Regions from separate parts of the Pan troglodytes genome. Here all the other regions are linked to region 2. The links are chromatin contacts, called in public Hi-C maps. All regions are on one chromosome and are shown on one strand. Each heading gives the region's core, a stretch centred on a gene start, on an enhancer-like site or on the middle of the called end of the contact. The rest is flanking DNA. Distances are from core to core; before and after follow the strand shown.

Region 1 (4,069 bases), core at 1,297-3,796, 550 kb before region 2:
CACCCCTCCTTGGCTTCTCAAAGTGCTGGGATTACAGGCATGAGCCACTGCTCCTAGCCAATCTTTTTCTGATTTCTAACTGCTTCCTGGTGCCAGGGTGGAAAAGGGCCCAGCAGGTGGAGCTGCTGCCCCTTTGCTGGGATTCCTTCTCAGGGACTTGGTGTCCACCCACCCAGCACACTTGTCTTCTTTCAAAAGTGTCCTTGTACTTAGGAAGTACTTGCATGTGTTTGCTTATTGAATTTAATGCTAGGGGGGAGAGCTCCCATGAAGAAATGGGATTTTCTCACCCTGAGTTTGAGATGAGTGTGGCCCCAGGAGGAAGACTGGGCAGGAAGGTGCTTTTCCTTCCTGTTTCTAGTGAGGACCATGCAGGGAGGTCTCTGTCACATAGCCCCAAGTTTCCCATAGGGTGGTTCCACCCAGACCTGGGAGGGGTCTCCCTCCGTGCAGCTTTAAGCATCTGTTTGTCGCTCACTGTCCTCTCCCCCATGCTGCTGACTGTGGGGCACTGAGCAGTTAGAGCTGCACGTCCTCCAGCAGGGAAGGCAGCCAACAGATGCAGACTCGCTCTGCCTACCTGTGGAGGCCGGTGAGGCCAGGGCCTGTTGGGACTTGAAACAGTGAGGCAAGTGGGTGTGTGGTGCTGGGCTCCCCGCTCAAGTTCTCCCAGCATGCCAGTTCCCGGAGCCTTATGTGCAGGGTGTTGGGGAAGGGTGGGCTGAATCGTGGGTGGGAATCTTGGCTCAAAGCCCCAGGTGAGTGGAGGAATTGGGGGTGGACCTGAAGTACTGTCTTGAGGCGGACCTGGCAGGCCTCTTGGGCTTGTGCAGCTGCCTCCCCGGGTCAGAGGGTGCGCCCTCTGTACCCAACCAGGTCTTCACAGGTCTGTCTCAGCAAAAAGTGCAGGGAAGGATCAGAGAGAAGCTGTAAAACAAAGGGAGGCAGAGCTTCCCTTCCCAAGCCTACTGCTGAGAGGTTGGAGTGTAGAGGAGGCTGCCTAGTTCATGCTTCTGCCTGTTCTTTCCTCAACTGCTCTGGCCAGAGGGAAGAACGTCTCCGCTGCTTCTCAGGCTCCCTGTAAGGAATTTCCTGGCTCCCTATTCCTGGATCCATCATCATCACATTTAGGAAGTCGTGTCCAGTCTACTTCTCCTAGGTGAAGCATACACCTAGGTCTCCTTGTTCATCTTGTCCGCTTCGTTTAATGCAAAGGGAACAAACTGCTTGGGGCTGGGGTGGTTGCACAGTCCAGCCCTGTGCTCCTGCGTGGTGGTAGGAGAGGCTCGTCCAGAACGGAGCTAAGGACCCAGCTTTTTCTAGGCAAGAGGAATATATCAAGGGAACTGCTGTGTTTGGGGGTAAGCAGAGGATGGAAAGGGCTTCCTTTCCCCTCCCTGCATCTGTCACCTGACGGCCATGCTCAGATCGGGTTAATGAAACTGTGGTGCCCCAGGCAGCTGGGCAGCACCCCCCTGCCCTGAATCAGCCTGAGTCATTTACAGCTTTCTCCCAGTTACCCCAAAGGCTTCTCTCAGAGGTGACAAATGTAGGGGGTTGGTTTCGGGTTTCATGTTTTCACATCACTGGGTGGAAAAAAGAAGAAAAAAAAACACCTTTCCAAACCAAAAAAACCAGCTTCTATAGCAGAAACAACTTGTCCCGAGAGCACTGAAAATTTCCCCATCCTCTCTCCTCATCTGCTCAGAGACACTGAGACCAGTGATGGAGGGGTTAAGGGGAGGGGTTGGAGTCAGGCTGAGTGGAGTGTTGGGGACAGCCCCTTTGGAGGTGGCAGCACCTGCCTTCCTGCTTATAGGCAGGGGAGGACCTTTGCAGGGCCCTCCAGCTCTGAAGCCTGTGGTCTCCAGTGCCCAGAGATGGATTGCCAGGGCACGGGACAGTGAACTCAGGGTGGCGAGGGACCAGGGAAGGAAGGGACCATCTCCCCTCCCTAGCTAATTTGATCCCAGGAGGTCTGGGACAGGTGTCCCTCCCTGGCAGAGGGTTCTTGAGGTGGAGTGGTAGGTGGAATATAGAAGGTCCATCTGGCACATGGAGCCTAGGGGGCAGCACCCCCTCCTCTTGCTGGCTGGTAGCATTGTAGACCACCCCAGCCCCCCGCCAGGGGCAGATGGTCTCCATAGCAGATGGAGACTAGGCTGGCAGTGGCAGGATGGGCTTTCTAGTCTCAGCCTGGCCACTCTGGCTAATAAGACAATCCGGGGGCAGTGACAGGGCTAACTGCTGGTGTGTGTGTGTGTGTGTGTGTGTGTGTGTATGTGTGTGTGTATATAGGTGTGTAGGAGAGGGAGCCCTGGCCTTATTGGGCCATTCTGGGGGAGAAGTAAAGAGGAATCCCAGACAGAGTCAGTGGATCTTTGGGGCCCCCTCAAGTTTGCTGTGTAAGCGTGGCAGGCTCTCAGTGCCTGGGCTCCTGAAGCTGCCCTGGTTCTTGTGTGAAGGGGCCGGCTCCTGGGCTGGGAGCCTCTGCTGCAGCTGGAGCCTGGACTGCTTGATTTAGACCCCCTGCCAGGTCCCCAGAGCTCAGGGCCTGGGCAGCAGCTCCTCCCAGAGGACGCGCCCGTTTATTATGCGCTCCTGCTCCCTCATGGCTCAGGCAGGCAGCGGCCTTCATTAGCGGAGGAGCTGGGGTCTGTTTTGGCTGCCTCATCAGCATCAGTGAACTGCGTCCCTGCGAGATTTGATACAATTTAATTAACCTAATTAAAAGCTCTGATTGCAGAGATGATTGGGGTAGCGCCAGCAGCGACTGCATATTTATAATGAGCTGCAAGGTGTGGGACCGCAGCCAAACGCCACGCATCCTAATGAGCGGGAGCCGGGAGCCAGGGAGCGGGAGAGGGAACGTTTATTTTTGGCAACAATGCCCAGTTCCTCCCTGCCAGGGAGTCAGAGACCCAGGGAGCAGAGACGGACCTGCCCACTGTGCTCTTCCGCACAAGGTGGAAGCAGAAATGTGTGCTCTCCACCGGTTCTAGGGCCCTTGGACGCCCCAGGAGCACACAGTGCCCGTGTTTCTGTTTGTAGAGTAGGGGGCTGGGACCCCAGCCATGCACTTTTCCTGCCTCTCATCTCTGGGAGTCAGGGGCTGCCTTCTGAACCGGGGCCTTGCTGTGAGGAAACAGGACCCAGCAGAACCACCTTGTTTCCAGGCTCCAGGATCCCTGGGCTGTTTTCTCAAACTTGCCAAGGAAGAGACAGGGGCTGGCAGGACTGAGGCTGAGAGGCTGCTTGGGAGTCAGAAAAGGGGTCTGCATATCCAGGAGTCCCAGATGAAGATCCTGGGCCTGGGACAGAAAGGAGAAACAGGAGGGGCAAAATTCCCACTCATCCTGGAAGCTGGGGACCCCTGTCCCCATCTCCTCACTCCCTTTGAGGACCCTGCCCAGGGAGGCCAGCTGCCCTGGACTCTTCCTGTCTTCTCCCACTGCCTCTGTCTGGGGAAGTCTTGGTTTGTCTGACTCAGCGTTTCCGCTGTAAATCACATCTAATAATACCGAGAGTGAGAGCTGAGACGGAGGTGCTGTGGGTGAAGGGGCACCGGGGAGGAGGGGCGCCGGGGAGGAGGGGCACGCCGCCTAGGTGCCAATGGGTGTTGTTCAGGGAGGGAGCTCTGAGGCGGCAGGAATGGGGGCTGGGCCCTGAGGAAGAAGGTGGGAGCAGCCTGCCACCCCTGCCCCCATTCCTGCTCTGGAGCTTGTGTAGGTCATGAGCTCAGCCAGGCTGGCCCAGCCCCCCAGTGCTTTGAGTGCCGCCAGGACAAGATGAGATTTGTCCCAGCCTACCTTGCAGAGTTGCAGCTGTTTAGCTCCCTTATCAATCTTCTCTGTGGGTTTAATCATCTCTCTGTCATCCTGCTGGGGCAGCCCTCCCCTAACTGAAGCCCCCAGAGGGGCTGGAGCTTCTCAGCCCCAGCTTTCCTCCAGTCCCCCTCCCCCAGACAAGCATCTTTCCCCACCTGACTTCCCTTATGGGAGACAGAGGGTGGGCCAGGGCGGCTTTGCTCCAGGTTTAGTCTCAGTGGCAGGGGTGAATGTCCTTGTGT
Region 2 (3,701 bases), core at 415-2,914:
ACCATTAATGAGACAGTTTGCTCTCACGTACGATAAAATATTTAAAATCATTTTTAGGCGAGTATTTAACGCAATGATTGAAATTAGATTTACAGAATTGAATGGGTCGTTTCTTTATTGACAAAAGTAACACTGGAATTTCTTTTGCTAAAGCCGGTGTGTGTAGGAACCAATCAAACTTTTCCCCATCAAGTATTTCAAAATAACCATGCAGCTCCGGTCTGCAGACCAGAAACGCACTGTTGGAGGAGGCAGCCTGCAGTGGTCCTGGATGCCTCCAAATGGGCAAAGCAGGAAGGGCAGAAATATCCAACTGCATGTGAAATCAGATCCAGGGTCACTGGATCTCGCCGCCTCCCGCCCTGCCCCCTACCTCCTTGACCCCAGCCTGGGCTGAGGACACCTTGGACATCTGGAACACAAATCACAGACACTCTAAGGGGCCCTTGATGACCTGAACAACGGTGTGCTCTGCAATCCACTGCTGTTAAGTGTCCAAGGGGGAGGGAACTTCCTTGACCACACCCAGCCCATTTCAGCAGAGTAGGGAGTGCCAGATGCCACACATCCTGCCAGACACTCTTAGGAAACTCAGGATGCCCTCCTTAAATCCCTCCAAGGAGCCCCAGCCCAGGCTGCTCCCTGCCAGAGACAACTAGCCCAAGAACTCCAGATGCCCCAGGGGCCACTTGGCTGCTCGGAGGGTGAGTAAGGATGGGGGCATCAGTATTTCCTGGTCCATCAGGTGGGAGAGTCTGGCTTGGAGGTGCCACCTGCTAAGAGAAGCTGAAGGTCTGGAATTTACCAGGAGGAATTTTTAGCCAGCTTTAGAACAGTGTTGGAGAGCTGTGCTTGGGAGAAGGGGACCCAGTGGCAAAAGAGCCAGTGCCCAGAGTTAACGTCATTGGGATGGTCAGCCAGCAAAAGCCACATGGATAATGGGGACTTGGCCCACATAGGACCTGAGGCCCCTTCCCTTCTATCCTCCTAGATCTACAAGAACCCTCTGAAAGGATCTGAAAAGTACATGGGGCCAAGGCTTCGCTCCAAACCACCATGCAGGCATCAACCACAGGAATGAGAGGCCTGAGCTGAGACCGGCATCCTTATTGTTGAGGGAGAGGAGGAGGGAGAGACCGGAGGCAAAATTAGAGAGGAACCAGCCAGGATGGAGAGAGTGAGATTGGGAGAATGAGACAAACGGAAGTAAAGACAGAGACCAGGAGAGAGAGGCAGAGAGCTGGACCTGGGAGAGATACAGATGGAGAGAGGCGGAGATGGAAGGAGCCGAAGGGACCAGAGAGAGCGTGGACGGGAGGAAGACAGACACGAAGAACTTAAGAGGGGAGCGTGCCCAGGATGGGAGCGAGCCAGAGAGGAGGGGGCGGCGGCGGCGAGAGCGGGCGGGGGACACGGGGACCGGGAGACGCGATCCGGAGAGCGGTGGGAAGTATTCGCCTCCGTTCCTCAAACACAGGATGCGAGCGCCCTTTGGAGAAGTCGCGCTCGGCGGAAACGCTAACTCCCCGGCCAAGTGCAAATGTAAAGAGGCCCTGAGAGCACTTTGTGCAAATATCAGGCCGGGAAGTGCTGCGCCCGCGGAGCTGCCGGGCACCTCGGCGCCCCCGCGCCCTCGGCTGCGCGCTAATTCACTTTGCCGTCACCTCTCGGGCGGGGTCGGGCGGGCGCGGGCAGCCGGAGCGCGCAGAGGGCGCAGAGCGCCTCGCAGGGCCAGGGGCCGCGGCCCTGCCTAATGGAGCAAAAGACAGATCAGCAGAAGCAAGGCAGGTGGGGCGGGAGCGGGAGCGTGGACATCCGGCACGAAGTCAGAGAAGAAGCCGCAGAGACTCGGAGGAGAGAGCGCTGGGCTGCTCAGGACCTGGCCTCGAGTTTGGGGCTTCCAGGTTGTCAGGAATGGAGACTCTCAGCAAGACCTCCACAGCCTCCGTTTACTCCTCTATAAAATAGGAAAATAAAGCCTTTCCTGTTCACCTCAGGGGGCTTTTGTGAGGCTGGAATGTGAAGTGATTTGGAAAGCAATAAAGTTCATATATGCCAACTCCTGATAACAATAGCTAACCCTTTCACAACTGTGTAGGTGAAAAAGGGCTCTACAGACATTTGCTCGTGTGGTCCTTACAAATACCATCACTTATGCCCATTTTACAGATTATCAAACTGAGGCACAGGGAGGTTAAGTCACTCATCCAAGGTCAGACAGCCGGTAGCTGGCTGGTGAACCCCGACAACCTGGCTTCAGAGTCTATGCCACTCTATAGTGCAGGGGCAGATTTTATTAAGGCCCACATTTTACATATGAGCAAACGGAGGTTCAAAACGCTGGGGCCATGCTCTATGTCCTATAGACAGTAAGTAGCAAAATCAGGACTTGGGGCTTCAGGCACAGAAGAGTACATGGAAAGAACATGGACTGTGGGGTTAAGTAACTTAGGTTCAGTGTCTTGTTCTGCTGCTGTGTAACATCAAAGTGTTGATTTAGCGTCTATAATGGGGGGTATTGACCATGTCCATCAGATTACTGTAAAGATTAAATGAGGAACCTGACACATAGTTGGCACTCAGTAAGTTCATTTGGTCAATGTCTATCCAGACTGTGCTGGGTCCTGAGGATGCGGTGATGACAAAGATAACAAAGTCCCCTGCCCTAGGGGGACTTGCCTTGTCATTGGGGAGACAGAGGACAAATAAACAAATCATTACAGATGGTGCCTAGGAAGGCTAGGAAGGTAATGAAGAGCATGCTAGAATAAATTCATATAGGGAAACGACTGCACACAGGAGATCTAGGAAGGCCTCTCTGAGAAGGTGATATTGAAGTTGAAAGATGAGATGAAGCCAACCAGGAGGAGAACTGGGAATCGTGTCCAGGATAGAGGACAGCCAGTGCAAAGGTGCTGGGGTAGAGAAGAGCTTGGCAGACTCCAGGAACTGGTGGCAGAAGCAGAGTGAATGGAAAACACAAGGGCAGAAAAGGGGTTCAGAGGCTGTGTCAGCCGGAGATTTTATCCTAAGCTTAATGAGAAGTCACAGAAGACTTTTAGGTAGGGGTGACATGATCCAATTAAAAATCACCCTGGCTGCCACGTGGAGACTGGAGAGGAGCAAGAGTGAAGGCAGAAATTGTTATAGGAGGTGAGGGTCTATCCAGGATGGAACCAAGAGATGTCAAGGGAGAAGAAAAGCTATGGATGGATGTAAAAATATTTTAGTACCATGTAAATGCTGACTGCTGCTCACATTTTCATCATCGATTAGTGCTATCTGGTCTGAGGCTCAGTTTCCAGGTCTACTGGAATGAATGGGTTTCCCACGTCCCACTGGGAACACAGGGCAGTGGCTCTCAGTTACTTCCTGAGCTGGGTTGAGGATCAGGCTGGCCCACTGCTCGTCAAAGGCCATAGATCAAATGACAGGTCTTGGGACTGTGGGCACTGACCCCAGGACCCAGAGACCGGAATCTTTGCAGGACTGGCTCTCTCTCCTCCATCCTCCTCCTGTCTGCTGGGTTAGGCCTGTGAGGGTGGAAGAAATGAATCAGCCATGGCTTCAAGGTGAAGTATTCAGGGGGGCCGGTCACTTTGGAGGAGATCTCAGGAGAGAAAGTGGGGATTTTCCTGTTGTGTTTCTTTAAGCATTTGTTGTTGAAATGGAAGTTACAATCCAAGCTAATCTGAATAACA
Region 3 (4,045 bases), core at 53-2,552, 530 kb before region 2:
GGTCATGCGCTTCTCCTTCTGCCGCCGGTTGCAGAACCAGACGCGCACCACCTCCTTCTCCAGCTGCAGGCTGTCTGCCAAGCCGGTGATCTCGTGCGCCGAGGGCTTGGGGCACTTGAGAAAGTGGCTCTCGAGCGCGCCTTTGACCCCCACCTCGATGGACGTGCGCTTCTTGCGCTTGCGGCCCTGCGCCGCGATCTTGTCCAGGTTGGTGGGGCTGCCGCTGGACGAGTCGGTCTCCTCCAGCCACTTGTTGAGCAGCGGCTTGAGCTTGCACATGTTCTTGAAGCTCAGCTGCAGGGCCTCGAAGCGGCAGATGGTGGTCTGCGAGAACACGTTACCGTAGAGCGTGCCCAGCGCCAGCCCCACGTCGGCCTGCGTGAAGCCCAGCTTGATGCGCCGCTGCTTGAACTGCTTGGCGAACTGCTCCAGGTCGTCCGAGCTGGGCGCATCCTCGTCCGAGTGCTCGCCCACCGATGAGCCGCCGCCGCCCGCGCCCGGGTGGAGGTGCGCCGCCGCCGCGTGCAGGCCGCCCGCGTGTGCATGTCCGTGTGCGTGTCCGTGGGCGCCCAGATGCGGCGGCGGCGACGGCTCCAGCTGCGCCTCGTGGCCGTCCTCGTGCAGCGCGTGGTGCAGGCCCGGCCCCGCGCCGCCACCGCCCGCCGCCAGCATCCCGGCCAGGCCGCCGCCGCCGCCCCCCGGGTAGGCCGCCTGCGCGTACAGCCCGAGCGGCTGGGGCTGGTGGCCCCCGCTGGCCCCGGGCGAGGGCGACATGGCCGGGCCCAAGTGGTGCGCTGTGCTGCCCTGCGCCCATGCCGCGCCCGCGTGGGCCGCCCCCTGGTGCACCAGGCGCGCGTGGAAACCTCCGCCGCCGCCGCCGTCGTCGGCTCGGCCGGTGCCGCCGCCGCCTGCCTTGCCGTGTTCTAGGTGCGGGCCACCGGCCCAATCGCCGCCGCCGCCTCCTCCCGTGGGTAGCCACTGGGGGTGCGCTAGGCCCACGGGGTGGCCCGCGCCCGCGCCCAGCCACTCGTGGTGCATCAGCTTCTGCACTTCGCGGTACGCGGCCCCTGCATGCAATCGCTCCGCGGCCGCCGCCGCCGCCGCCGCCGCCGCGGCGTCCGGGTGCATAAGCGGCCCGGTGCCCCCGGCTCCGCCACCGGGGCCCCGCGGCAGGTACTGCGCGGTGGTGGCCATGCCGCCCCGCGCCCTGCGCCGCGCCGCCGCCGCCGCTCCGCTCCGTCTGCGGGCCCCGCCGCCTCGCTCCGCCGGCTTAAAGCCCCGACCCGCTCGGCGCTCCGGAGCCCCACCCCGCCCGCCGCCCATTGGCTGCCCGCGGAGCCGCCTCCCGCCTCCCCGGCCCGGCCCCCGCCCCCCGCGCCCGCCCGCCACCCTGCCCGGCCGCCCAGAGCTCTCCATTGGGCGTCGCTCCCGGGGTCCCGCGCGCCGGCCGTGCTGATTGGCCGCCGGGGCTTCATTCACGGCCCCCCTACCGTCCGCGTACACACTCACGCCCCGGGGGCGCGGCCGCCACGTGGGGAGTGGCGCGGGGGTGGCCCTGGGACCGCACCCCCTCTCGTCCTGGCTGTGTGGGCCCCGCTTTCCCCCAGCGCTGGAGACTCTGAGCCCGGCCGGTCCCACATTCCACGCGAGCTGAATTCCCGCCCGCATCCCGCCCGGGCAGCAGGGATTGCGGGCTCCGGGAGGCGCTCGGGCTCCGAGAAGCGCTCGGGCTCCGAGAAGCGGCTCAGCCCCGCGCCCCTCCCTCCTCAGTACCGCTGCCGGCGGACCAGGATTCCCGCGGGTCCTGGCGGCTGCGAGCGCGAGGCGGCGCGGATTCGCGGCTCGGTTCCGGCGCGACTGCTCACCGCGCCCGCCTCGCCTCCCGCGGCTGCCAGCGTGCACTGGGCGCTCCTCGGCGCGTCTGCCCGGCCCGTCTCGGCTTTCCTTCTCCTTCCTCTAGTCCCAGCGTCACAACTCCGCCGACCTCCTCTGCCCTGAGAGCGCGTCCGGTGCGGGCGGAGTCGGATGGACTCTGGCTTCACGCCTCGCGCGGGCACACCTTCTCCCGGGCACTGAGGCCCAGGTGAGTACCGCGCGGGCAGCTGGGGCTGGGACGGCGGGCGGCAGCGGTTCTACAGTCCTACGCGAGCCCCTGGTACCCGGCCGCGCTCCGGGGTTCCAGAAGGAGAAGATCTCGAGGTGGAGACTCTGGCTCCGGGGAAAACGCTGCTGGCAAGGGCGCTAGTGGGGGGTGGACGTTGGGCCCAGGGGTATCTGACCTGCGCCGCTGCAGCCTTCTCGCTCCTTCTCCCAGCTTGAACGGCTCATCGGCTGTGGTCGTGGTGGGATCACGCCCCGGGAGAGGAGAAGGATGGGCTCAGGGAAGGGGCTCGGGCTCTCCAGAAATCCGGCGTGCAGGCCGGGAGCTGTCCAGCCTCGCGAAGAGCCCTGGGCTAGAGTTTGCCCGGACTTGCCTGGAGCTGCTGAAAAGGGAATTGAGATTGAGGAGGCCTTGTTGGAAAGGTGGGCAGTGGAATTTAGCTACCTCCTCACGCCCCAGCCCTTGAGGACTCCCTGAAGGATCTTGAGTGGAGTCGGACCTCACTGCAGTTCCTTTGTGCCTTCTTACCCGACCTTGGGCCCCAGGCTGAGGGTACCGAGCTGTGTTTTCTCCTCTTCCCCACACCGAGGCTTGGGTCCCAGGGAGTCTTCAGCTGCCAGTCCTCCCTCTTTTCTCTCCTGGATCTAGCCTCAAGTGGATTTATAGCTTACAGGGCCCTGGGGTCCCAGATCACAGAACTGAGCTGGGGGCCCAGCTAGGGCCCCACTGGGCAAATCAGGTCTGTGGAATAAAGCCTTAGATTGAAAAAAGTTGCTGGGGGCTCAGGTGGCAGCTGCCATTGGGACGATCCAGGGCGGCTGGGACAGAGTTGACAGTGACAGGGGTCACCCTGGGCACAGACTTTGATCATGTGGGCCCTGAATGCCCTAGGACCAGCCAGGGAAGGAGTGGGACAGAGCAGGGCCCTTATCCTGCCATTGGCCACTGTCCTGAGCAGGCTCCGTGGTCCCATCCTAGCTGTAAGAGCTGCGATGGAGCTCTGTGTCTGAACCGAGCTAGAGATACTGGGCTTTCCTGGACTCTGGCCCAGGGAATGGTCACCTTGAGGCAGCCCAGGTCTTTCACCTTTCCCAGGCCTGGGAGGTAGGAGGAAGACTGGGAATTCCGCAGTGAAGTCCATGCTCGTGCCAGCCCTAACCAGGCCTGTGTGATATTGAAGCTTGGGCTTTCAACCTGGAGCTGCCATCATCTCCCTGGGCAAGAGTAACTCTGGTCTAGCCTTCCTAGCTCTTGGTTTTCCTTCCTGTATGTTGGGAATAACAGTACTATAGGCAGCCTACCTGTCTCACTAAGGTAGGTCAGATAGTTATGTGAGACAACGGGGGTGTAAAGCTCTCAGATAGGTGTTTACTTTGGTCGTTTCCATTGTTGCTGTTCAGTGACAGGCAAGGCATTCCCCCTCTCTAAGTAAATCTCAGTTTCTCCACCTGTAGCGTGGGATTGCAGAGGTTTGGACCAGTTGACCTCTCTGGCACTTCTTACTCTCATGGTCTGTGATTCTGTGAATCTGTCTCAGTTCCTGTTGAAGGAAGTCCGGACAGCGGGCAGGTGTTTTGATTTCCAGCCTTTGGAATTGCCACTGAGGCTGGAAGAACAATGACCAACAGGCACGGATTTTTTTTTTTTTTTTTAAATTATACTTTAAGTTCTGGGATACATGAACAGAATGTGCAGGTTTGTTACATAGGTATACATACAGGCACAGTGTTTTAGCAAGTACTTTTACCTGTACCTCTCAGCCCTGTGAGAGACCACTGAGATTATTATCTTCATTGCCTAGATGAGGGACCCAAAATTTGTCCAAGGGCACAGGACCTGTGAGTTTTCACTCATCATTCCCCTCATTACCGTGGGATGGGGGTCTATGGAGGCAGCAGCTTTGGCTGGCACAGCAAAGAGAGCCCTTGGCCCTGTTTCTGGTAG

The links. A called contact is a pair of places that touch in the nucleus more often than the background predicts.
Region 1: a contact with region 2 is called in a Hi-C map of induced pluripotent stem cells, with 1.9 times the contacts expected there. The contact joins two enhancer-like sites. A contact is called at or near these places in 2 of 7 Hi-C or Micro-C datasets (induced pluripotent stem cells and stem cell-derived neural progenitor cells) and 1 of 1 datasets of contacts at active chromatin or transcription factors (stem cell-derived excitatory neurons).
Region 3: a Hi-C map of stem cell-derived neural progenitor cells shows a contact between it and region 2, with 2.8 times the contacts expected there. The contact joins the promoter of POU3F1 here to the enhancer-like site in region 2. A contact is called at or near these places in 2 of 7 Hi-C or Micro-C datasets (induced pluripotent stem cells and stem cell-derived neural progenitor cells) and 1 of 1 datasets of contacts at active chromatin or transcription factors (stem cell-derived excitatory neurons).

The regions. Positions count from the first base shown.
Region 1 is chr1:192,960,903-192,964,971 of NHGRI_mPanTro3-v2.0_pri, reverse strand. No RefSeq gene overlaps it. Among named protein-coding and RNA genes, the nearest start is that of POU3F1, 18 kb to the right of the region's middle. Within about 2 kb of position 2,546, at least 15 of the 24 cell types and tissues checked have an H3K27ac peak or open chromatin away from gene starts, as enhancers often do. A contact at or near this core is called in induced pluripotent stem cells and stem cell-derived neural progenitor cells, where this site is marked.
Region 2 is chr1:192,410,469-192,414,169 of NHGRI_mPanTro3-v2.0_pri, reverse strand. No RefSeq gene overlaps it. Among named protein-coding and RNA genes, the nearest start is that of RRAGC, 280 kb to the right of the region's middle. Within about 2 kb of position 1,664, at least 3 of the 24 cell types and tissues checked have an H3K27ac peak or open chromatin away from gene starts, as enhancers often do. A contact at or near this core is called in induced pluripotent stem cells and stem cell-derived neural progenitor cells, where this site is marked.
Region 3 is chr1:192,942,099-192,946,143 of NHGRI_mPanTro3-v2.0_pri, reverse strand. It overlaps POU3F1 (POU class 3 homeobox 1), which reads right to left and starts at 1,302. Exons shown (of 1, transcript XM_009454161.5): 1 at 1-1,302. The coding sequence starts at 1,194. It overlaps LOC104007392 (a long non-coding RNA gene), which reads left to right and starts at 1,452. Exons shown (of 5, transcript XR_681614.5): 1 at 1,452-2,083.